Linked DNA regions of Hordeum vulgare: region 2 is linked to region 1. A link is a contact called in public Hi-C data. All regions are on one chromosome and are shown on one strand. The core of a region is the stretch at or near the end of the contact, and the rest is flanking DNA. Distances in the headings are between cores, read along the strand shown.

Region 1 (4,363 bases), core at 383-2,882:
TATCTAGGGCAAAACATCATCCAAGGTAATCGTCTAAACAGGAACACTCCTTCAGATTCTGGAAATGGACCAACACAGTAATGGTAGCAAAGCTATGCGGGATCATTGAGAAGCTTATCGCTTCTTGGAGACACCAACAGTCTTTCCTCTCCTGCCGGTAGTCTTGGTGTGCTGACCACGGACACGCACGCCCCAGTAGTGACGAAGACCACGGTGGTTCCTGGAACAAAAGCAGGTGTTCGAGGCATAAGAAATCGCTCACACTAACCCACTAGGTAATGCTACTGGAATAGAGTATTTTGAAGGAATCAGCCATTAGGCATCACCGCACGGCTATTCAAAACAAAAAAGCAATGTTACACGGAACTGGATCACATACAAAGGTACACCAGAAGGATCGTAGACATGAAAAATCAGAATTATTGACAACCGGGACACATACAAGGCACACCAGAAGGATATACATGAATATGGGGCAAACATAGTATCATATTTTCAAGACATAACAATTGTGGAGCAGACTAGAAAATCTGAATCTACAAGTAATAGACAGGCTAGATATAACAGATGGACTAAATTAAACAGTTACAGCCAAGTCATGTAGCTGCCAGAAGTTCCAGTTAATAACCATCCAAACAAAGCTACCATGTTGCGTGTTTGTAGAAAGAAGGAATAGCGCACTACCCACGCAAGAAGTTAGACCAAATGTCGAAGCAGAGACTAGCACAGGCCAGCTTATAGCATGAAGCACATGAGGCTAGTAATTGCAAACCAGGCATTTCAGACATCCTACTGTTTAGGAGATTAACTTGACAGCAGAAAACCATTGCAATCAACAACCCTAGCTAATAATATAAATTTAAACTGTATGCTACCAGAGCGGATACGAACAGCTACTACTGATATGTGAAGTACCAGCATCATAAGTAGTTAGATCTAACACATAGTCATCTATCAACCAATAGTATGGGGTAACAAGAAAAGAGGGAGAGTCGAGTTTATACCTGATCTTCTTGAGCCTCTCAAGGTCGTCCCTGAGCTTCATGTCGACGGCGTTGGAGACCACCTGGGTGAACCTGCCGTCCTTGTAGTCCTTCTTCCTGTTAAGGAACCAGTCCGGCACCTTGAACTGGCGCGGGTTGGCCACGACCGTCATCAGCCGGTCCATCTCCTCCGAGGAGAGCTCTCCGGCCCTGCACCGCCGCATGACACAGCGCACGAATCAGCCTACAGCCCAGCAACCAAGAGGAGATCTGGGGAAAAAAAAGGGGGAGTTCCTCACCTCTTGTTCATGTCGATGTCGGCCTTCTTGCAGGCGATGTTGGAGAAGCGGCGGCCCACACCCTTGATGGAGGTAAGCGCGAACATGATCTTCTGCTTACCATCGACGTTGGTGTTGAGCACACGCAGGATGTGCTGGAACTCCTCACCCGCGATCAGCGACTGCGGCCAAGGGCAAGACGGAAGTCAGCACACGATGCGGATCCGCGAGAGGAGGACGGGGACGGGAGTGGGGAGACGCTTACCATGGCGGCAGTCGGCGGGGACGACGGCGACGGCGGCGGCGGCGGCGGCGGCTGGGGCGCTCGGGGTAGGAGGGAGATTGGCGTTTGCGCGTCTAAGGTTTTGGAGGCGGGGGTCGCGGGGACGATTTATATATCGGAGGTGGAACCCTAGCGCTCCATCGGACGGCTGCGAGGGATGCCGATCCCTGCGGGCTCTGTGAGTGGACGGCTTCCTTGGGCTCTTTTTTGAAAGGGCCTTTGTCTGGAGCTTGTTGGGATTTGGTGGCCTCAAACGGGCCGTCGGAGGAGCTCTGCCTCGCAGCACAGTTTGACTTATCAAAAAATGCTCTTCCCCCTAAAAAAAAATAAAAATCCCCGCCCCCCCACCCCTCAAAAAAAAATGTTCTTTTATTTTTTTTATTTTTTAAACACATTTGCTCTTTTATTATATGTCTACCTCATTTTGCCTTTTCTGATGGGGAATTATGTTTTTAATTGTTTTTTTATTTTTACCCTTGGTGTTGATTCATCTTAAAATAATGTTGGAAATATTTGTGAGTTCTCAACAAAGTGTGCTATCCATGAATTGATCCTTCGAGCCGTCACAGCATACCAATGAATGTCTCGTCGAACAAAATGTCCAGTTGCAATCCTTTGGGATATCCTATAACTAGCTTTAGTTTGATAAATCACTACAGATTTTGAAGTGACATAACAAATATGAGGGAGAAACAGGGCCTAAGTTACAAGTAACCATAGCTATGAAATCCACTCCCACTTATTAGGTCGTTGTGTTAGACACCTTGCATATACTTGACGCTAGTTGCATATACCTTAGGTAAGAGTGTCAAATTACACCACTCCAAAGTGTGGATCACCTATCTCCCCTAATAATAAAGCGCGGAGCGCTTCTGTCGTCCATAGCTGTCGTTTTTGCAACAACAAAAAAACTGTTTCTTCGAAATCAACCCGCGGTCCGTGTGTAAGTGCATTTGAAAAAACGTTTTCAACGACCGCATCTTCAGCTCGCGATGCGGACGGCCAGGCCGACACTGGGCGGCGCGGGAGGCTGGGCCGACACTGGACGGCGCGGGAGGCTAGCGGGCAGGGGCGGCGCGGCGACGGGGATGGCCGGGCCGGAGCACGGCGAGGCCGGGGACGAGATCCCACTTGCGACCAATCCTTCTTTGCCCCTGTCTCTCCCTGCCTCGTCGTCATGTATCTTTTCTTAGGAAGGCGGCAAGATCTGGCCGCGTCCTCGCGCAGGTGAGGCGTCGGACCGCCGGTGGCCACGCCGAATCCGCCTGCAAGAAGACTCAATCAGTCAGTCGGCCTCTTGGATCTAATCAAAGCAGAGGAAGCAACAGGAAGCAGAGCAAAGCCAGCAATCCGTCGGAATCGATCCACCGCCATCGGAGTAAAAGACGAAAAACAGCAGGTAGAAGAAGATGAAAATAGCATACTACATACATGAGGTCTTTGCGCCGACGTGTCCGAGGAAGGCGCAGAGCTCCATCATCTGCATGTCGATGCCGACGATGGTGCAGAAGCCCTGGTTCTCGAAGAGGGAGGCGGCGGTGATGAAGGCCTGGTAGTCCCAGAAGCCGACGGCCTTGGCGACAGGGAAGTTGCGCTTGGCGAAGAGGTTCTCGAACTGGTACACCTTGAAGAAGTCGGTGATGGTCTGGTTGCAGCAGTACTTGGTCCCGGAGCACTCCCACCCCTTGTTGCACACCTTCTCCTGCGACTCCTTGAGCTTCACCTTCCACGTCCCCGCCGTCAGGATCAACGCCAGCGTGCCGCCTACCAGCACCGCCGCCGCCCCCAGCAGCAGCACCGTCATCACGATCTTGTTCCGCGTCTTCCGCTTCATCTTCTTGCCCTTCTTCTTCTTCCTCTACTTCTCCTCCGGCGGTCAGACCAGCTCAACTCAGCTCAGCTCCGGCGGTCAGAGAGGCTCAGCTCAGCTCAGCTCGATCTGGATCTTGCTTCTTCACGGGAGCTCGGGTGCTCGATCTAGATTGCTTTGGTGGTTCGGTGTGATATGGATCTTTGGGGAATGCGGTAGCTGGTGGCGGGGATCTGGTGAGGAGATAAAAACTGATAGTGGGGATGAAAGCGAAGTGGCAACCGCGCAACGCCGACCGGGGGAGGGAGGAGTGGTGTCGGACTGTCGGCGGTGGGAGGGGGGAAGGAAGAGGGGAAGAGCTGCAATATAGCTGGTCCGGTAGGTAAGACATCCGGAAGTATATTTGAGCCTGAGGTCAGCCTATGCTTATAATTTATGTGCATGCACCTTTTCATCCAGGAATCTGAACATGTTCTTCTTCCTTTCTCATGTTATGGTTCAGTTGTGTATGCCTACTGACTTTTGTTTGATGTCACAAGGTGGTCAAGCTCCAGAGGTTACTGGATCACCAACTGAAAAGGCTATACTCTCTTGGGGGTTGCAGGTATGGATTCTCGTAGTAGCGTCAGCCTATATTCTATGTGTCTCCTGCTTGGTAACCATGATCTGTATATTCAACAGCTTGGTATGAAATATAGTGAAACAAGATCGAAATCCTCCATTCTTCAAGTCTTCCCATTCAATTCAGAGAAAAAGCGAGGCGGGGTTGCTGTGCAAGTGGTAATTCATTTTTATGTGCAGTAGTGACAATTAAGTCATTCTATTCATTCGAAATCAACCCGCAGTCCTATAGTAAGTGGAAAAAATGTTTCGTCATCTGGGTCGTGGCGTCCTTCCTCGCTCCTGCACCTCCCCCGCCGGAGTCCTTGTCCCCGCTCACCGTGCCCGCACAGGTGGACGCAGAGGTGGGTGATACGTCTCAAACGTATCTATAATTTTTGATGGTTTC
Region 2 (4,843 bases), core at 2,056-4,555, 160 kb after region 1:
CCTCAGTATCACAAACACATCCCGGAGCCTCCAGAGGGCGTCATTATACCTCCAAAGGTACTCTCCATACACAAATATAAGATATTTTGGATATTTCAATATGGACTACATACAGACTGAAATGAGTGAACAAACACACTAAAATGCGTCTATATACATCTGATGATCTGAATCAGGAAAAAGTTAGAACATCTTATAATAGTGAACGGAGGGAGTATTTCCTAACCTTTGTGCGTTTAGCTGGATGATCAATACTTACTGGTGATAATTAAACATAAACATATATGTTTTCTTGGTATTAATAGCATAATACTCTAGTTCAGCCTTTTAACTTCTGCCTTGGGTGGTAAATGGAGGAGTTGCTGACTTGACTCAGCTAATAAGTGAAAGTAATGAATGGTGTGAGTTTTCTTGGTGCCGCCTCATCGGTCTCATGCAATTTAGCGTTTTATTTTTTACTTTGCATTGCCTAGGAGATGTAACTTTGACCATTATTTTCTACAATACTACGATGTTCCCAAAAAGTATTTATGCGACGAATCAAGTGTTGTTATTTTCATGCAGCGGCATGGATAAAATAGTTTTGTTTACTATACCGTACTATCCAAGGATAAAGTTAGTCTGTATGCAAGCCACAGTAACTTATATGTGAAAACAATATGAGTATCATTTTTTTATTTGCTGGAAAAGAATCGTTTATTGTCTAATTATTTGAATTGGTTAACCACTGTTCTTCACAATTCAACTATATGGTCTTTCTTTTGTTGAGATGAATCATGGGCCAACATAGTGTACCATTTTGTAGATATTGAAACCTTATGATTTCAAACCTTTTCCCATATTGTGGCATGAAGATAATAGTCGGCGACAAACACGAGACAGGTATGGTTACCATTTCATATTTTCTTAGCAGAAACCGTTGATACTACTTTTGCATTAAATACTGCATATAGATTACTACTCCTGCCGTTGACAAATATAAGATGTTTTGGATATTTTGATATTGACTACATATATGGAGTGAAATGAGTGAACAAACACACTAAAAACATGTCTATATACATCTGATTCAGAAAAAGTAAGAACATCTTATATTTGTGAACGGAGGGAGTACATGATATTCTATCAGATGGAGGATTAATACACATCTTTTTCATGGGAACAATACTTGTTGAGTTGCAACTTTTTTCTCTCTAGCTGTAGCCGAGCTAATTGATAAATTGTTTGTTCTGGTTGTGAACGATTTGATAATTCCAGGCCTCAAGTGCATGGAGCTCTGACAGGTTCTGTCTTAGGAGAGGCTGCACATCGTCTACTGAAAAATTCCCTGCAGATCAAATCTGGCAGCTCTGCTGGGCTGCTTCATGTGCCATATGGGGCTGCACCCTATGGCCCTGGACACAGAGCAAGGCCCTCTGGACCTTTGGGATATGAGAGGGGTTTTGTGGACAATCCATACCATGCACACATGTCCAGAAGCGCTCCAAATCCTCGTCCTCAGTTCTTTGGTGAAGCTCAACCCAACAGACAAAATGTTCGGATACTAGAACGGCCAAACAATCGAAGCCGCGATGCCGGCATCCATTCAGGGATGTCAAAACTGGCAATCCAAGATGGGCCAAGAATGCAACAAAATCACAGGATGCAGGGTCCTGGATATTTTCCAAACCAGCCATATCCGAATCAGTATGCCGGGTTCCCACCGCAGCGGCCCATGCAAAACAACAATTTCACACAGCAGCGGCCCGTTCAAAATGCAGGATTCCCCCAGCAGCGCCCCGTTCAAAATGCAGGATTCCCCCAGCAGCGGCCTGCTCATAATGCTGTATTTCCACAGCAGCGGCCTGTTCAAAATGCAGGATTCATACAGCAGCAGCAAGCAGTAAACGGGGTTCCCCCACCATTCCCTCCCAGCACTTGGATCGACAAGCAACCAAGCGGAGGCCAGGCTGGTACACCTGCCAAGCAAGACCCGAGGACAAACAGACATCCTAAGCCAAAGCAGGATAACCTGAGGTCACAGCATGAGAGCAGACATCAGGCCGCCAAGGTGATGTACCGTGTCAAAGGCCAAGCTCCCAATGACTTGCCGGAGTAGAGATGACCATCAAGAATCGGCAACCTGGGTAATTTACCGAACTACTCCAAGATGATCTTTTGTGTTCCATGTGCACAGGCATGCTGCCACAAGGAGGTTCATTCAACTCAACATACTCCTGCTGAAAGCAGCCATACATAGTGGTTCCTCCCTATGTTGGTCGACATGAATTTGATTATCCCATTGCCGCACCCGATGTATCCCGTCTGAATGGAGTTGAACTGTTCTTGATCAGGTCGATTGAAGTTGACCTGCTGTATCGCGTCCGAATGATCTAGCACAATGATTTAGATAAAGCCTTATTTAGTTGTTAGGACAGGATGTCAGCAGAGGGCAACCACTGCTGTTGTATGTCTGTAACCCTGAAACTGTTTGCGCGTGACAATTACCCTTGCCGGTGGCAAGGACTGATTGAACCCCATCATTCCTGCAGGGCCTTTGTTGCTGGTGTGTCGTGTCGAGTCTGTCTACTGTTTCCGTGGTAACTTTTTCTTTGACGATGCACCACTATAAATGTTGCCTCCTGCTGTGTGTGTGTGTGTGTGTGTGTGTGTGTGTGTGTGTGTGTGTGTGTGTGTGTGAGTGTGAGTGTGAAACACTTTGGTTGATTTTATTCCATCCAGTTCTCACAAACTCAACCAGGACGTCGGTGGAAGGAACTTTGCTTGCCAGTGCGCTGGTTGGTTGAGTTGTCAGCGGAAAGAACGAAAGAAAAAAAAACCCCCAAAGTACAGCGAAACCAGAATTAGTACTACTAATATCAGCATATATCCATAACCAAGGGAGCTACTTCAAGGGATTACTAGGCTACAATACATGATTAGCTAGTGATAGGTTGGTGGGCACAAAGGCAACGCCTACAGAGGACTATAGCTAGCCCGCACAATAATTCATTCCTGCCGCTGTTGCAGACAGAGCCGGAATGAATCGCCTCGCGTGCTCCTCCGCAAAGGCCCGACCAACCCGCACTGTTCCACTGCATCTCACGCCACGCCTCCAGCTTTTCCTCCCCCCCCCCCCCCCCCCCCCCCCCCAAAACCTCTACGCCGCGCTCCCCCAGCCCGTTTCCCCTCCAGGCGGGCCCGGACCCATCCCCTGCCGGCGTCGGCCGACGGGTGGCAAAGCGAGGACACCCATACCCGCGGGCGCGTCCTCACATCGCGCGCGCGCACACACACACACACACACACTCGTCGTCCCCGCCTTTATTCCCCCACCCCCACCACCCCATCGCTCCCCCCCCACCCCGCTTTCCCCTTTCCCTTTCCCTTTCCCCCCTCGCAGGCTCCCGCTAGGGTTCCGCGCGGATCGCCGCCTAGCTAGGGTTCCCGGCGATGGCTGCCGCGGTGGTAGCCGCGGAGGAGGCGGAGGCGGCGCCTCCGGGAGCCGACGCGATCAGGGACGGCTTCGCGGAGCTGGAGCGGCAGCAGGAGCTGCTGGCCAGCTGCACGCGCCTCTACCAGCAGCTCACGGAGCACTTCGGGTCCCTCGAGCGCGGCATCAAGTCCCGCTCCGACTCGCTCCGCGCCAGGCGCCGCGTCGTCGAGCTCCGCGCCTCCCGCAGGCTCGACGCGCTCCGCCGCCGCGAGCGCTCCATCGAGGCCTCCGTCTCGCTCGCGCTCTCCCGCCTCGACGCCCTCGCCAAGTCCCCCGCGCCGAAGCGGGACCGGGAGGACGGGGACGCCCCGCCGCCTCCTTCGTCCGACGACATCGCCGACGGCCTCGCCGCGCTGTGCGCCGCCATGGACCCCGCGGGCTTCCTCGCCTTCGTCGTCGAGCGCCGCAAGGAGGTGGACGCGCTCCGCGCCCAGCTGCCCGCCGCGCTACAGCGCTGCGTCGACCCTGCCAGGTTCGCCATGGACGCCGTCTCCGAGGTCTTCCCCGTCGACCGGCGCGCCGTCCGGTCACCCACCGACCTGGCCTGGGCCTGCGTGCTCATCCTGGAGGCGGTGGTCCCCGCGCTGGCCGACCCGGACCCGGAGATTGGGGCCGCGCGGCCCATGGTGCCGCAGGCGGCCCGCGACAGGGCGCGCGCCATGGCCGCCGAGTGGAAGGAGGCCGCCGAGCGCAAGGGCGGGGTGGAGGGCGCCAAGCCGCCCGACGCCCACGCCTTCCTGCAGCACGTCGCCACCTTCGCCGTGGCGGAGAAGGAGGACAGGGAGCTCTACAAGAGGATCGTCCTCAGCTTCTCCTGGCGCAGGCAGATGCCGCGCCTCGCTCTCACGCTTGGCCTCGAGGATGACATGGAAGGTAGTACTTCATTTCAGCTCTTTTATCTCCAGATGTTCCCGAGACCACGTACTAAAATGATGAACTCGTTGTTAGTCGGCGCAGGGCATGAAATTGGTTGAGTTGCTAGATCTAGCGTTTAGATGCCACTACACAGCCACGGTTTGCTCAGGGGATTGTGGATAAGATCAGTAGATTAGATTTAGTTCTTTTTATTTGAGCAAGTCGTATTGAACTGGTGATTGACAAGCCACAACTAGGTTGCTGTGGTGTAGCGATGTTTCGTGTAGGCAAGTTTCCATATGTGTGTCCTCTACCTGGATGAATTGTCACTGTCCTAGGCAAGTGCTAGGAAACAGCCAAGTGCTGGGGAGCGTTACATTCTTTGAAGGTCATACGGCCATTACCATGGACCACCCTTTCTGTTGTAGTGTTGCTTCAGTGATTGTCACGGGGATGTGCCACTAGGTACTATCATCTGTATTTTGTCTGCATTCCTATGCTTATCGTTGTATA

What was found. Hi-C and Micro-C count contacts between places; a contact is called where the count stands out from the background.
Region 2: a Hi-C map of leaf shows a contact between it and region 1, with 2.6 times the contacts expected there. The contact joins the promoter of LOC123452665 here to the promoter of LOC123452656 in region 1. A contact is called at or near these places in 3 of 6 Hi-C or Micro-C datasets (leaf and seedling) and 1 of 1 datasets of contacts at active chromatin or transcription factors (embryo).

The regions. Positions count from the first base shown.
Region 1 is chr5H:545,405,754-545,410,116 of MorexV3_pseudomolecules_assembly, forward strand. It overlaps LOC123452656 (40S ribosomal protein S18), which reads right to left and starts at 1,633. Exons shown (of 4, transcript XM_045129357.1): 1 at 1,527-1,633; 2 at 1,283-1,443; 3 at 1,005-1,193; 4 at 1-220. The coding sequence starts at 1,529. The coding sequence ends at 115. LOC123397219 (chitinase-like protein 1) reads right to left here and starts at 3,378. Exons shown (of 1, transcript XM_045091854.1): 1 at 2,968-3,378. The coding sequence starts at 3,378. The coding sequence ends at 2,968. It overlaps LOC123396088 (a long non-coding RNA gene), which reads left to right and starts at 3,896. Exons shown (of 2, transcript XR_006609895.1): 1 at 3,896-3,958; 2 at 4,053-4,131.
Region 2 is chr5H:545,563,264-545,568,106 of MorexV3_pseudomolecules_assembly, forward strand. It overlaps LOC123452665 (FRIGIDA-like protein 4a), which reads left to right and starts at 3,306. Exons shown (of 3, transcript XM_045129363.1): 1 at 3,306-4,348. The coding sequence starts at 3,433. LOC123452664 (5'-3' exoribonuclease 4-like) reads left to right here. Exons shown (of 22, transcript XM_045129361.1): 20 at 1-57; 21 at 806-882; 22 at 1,258-2,530. The coding sequence ends at 2,098.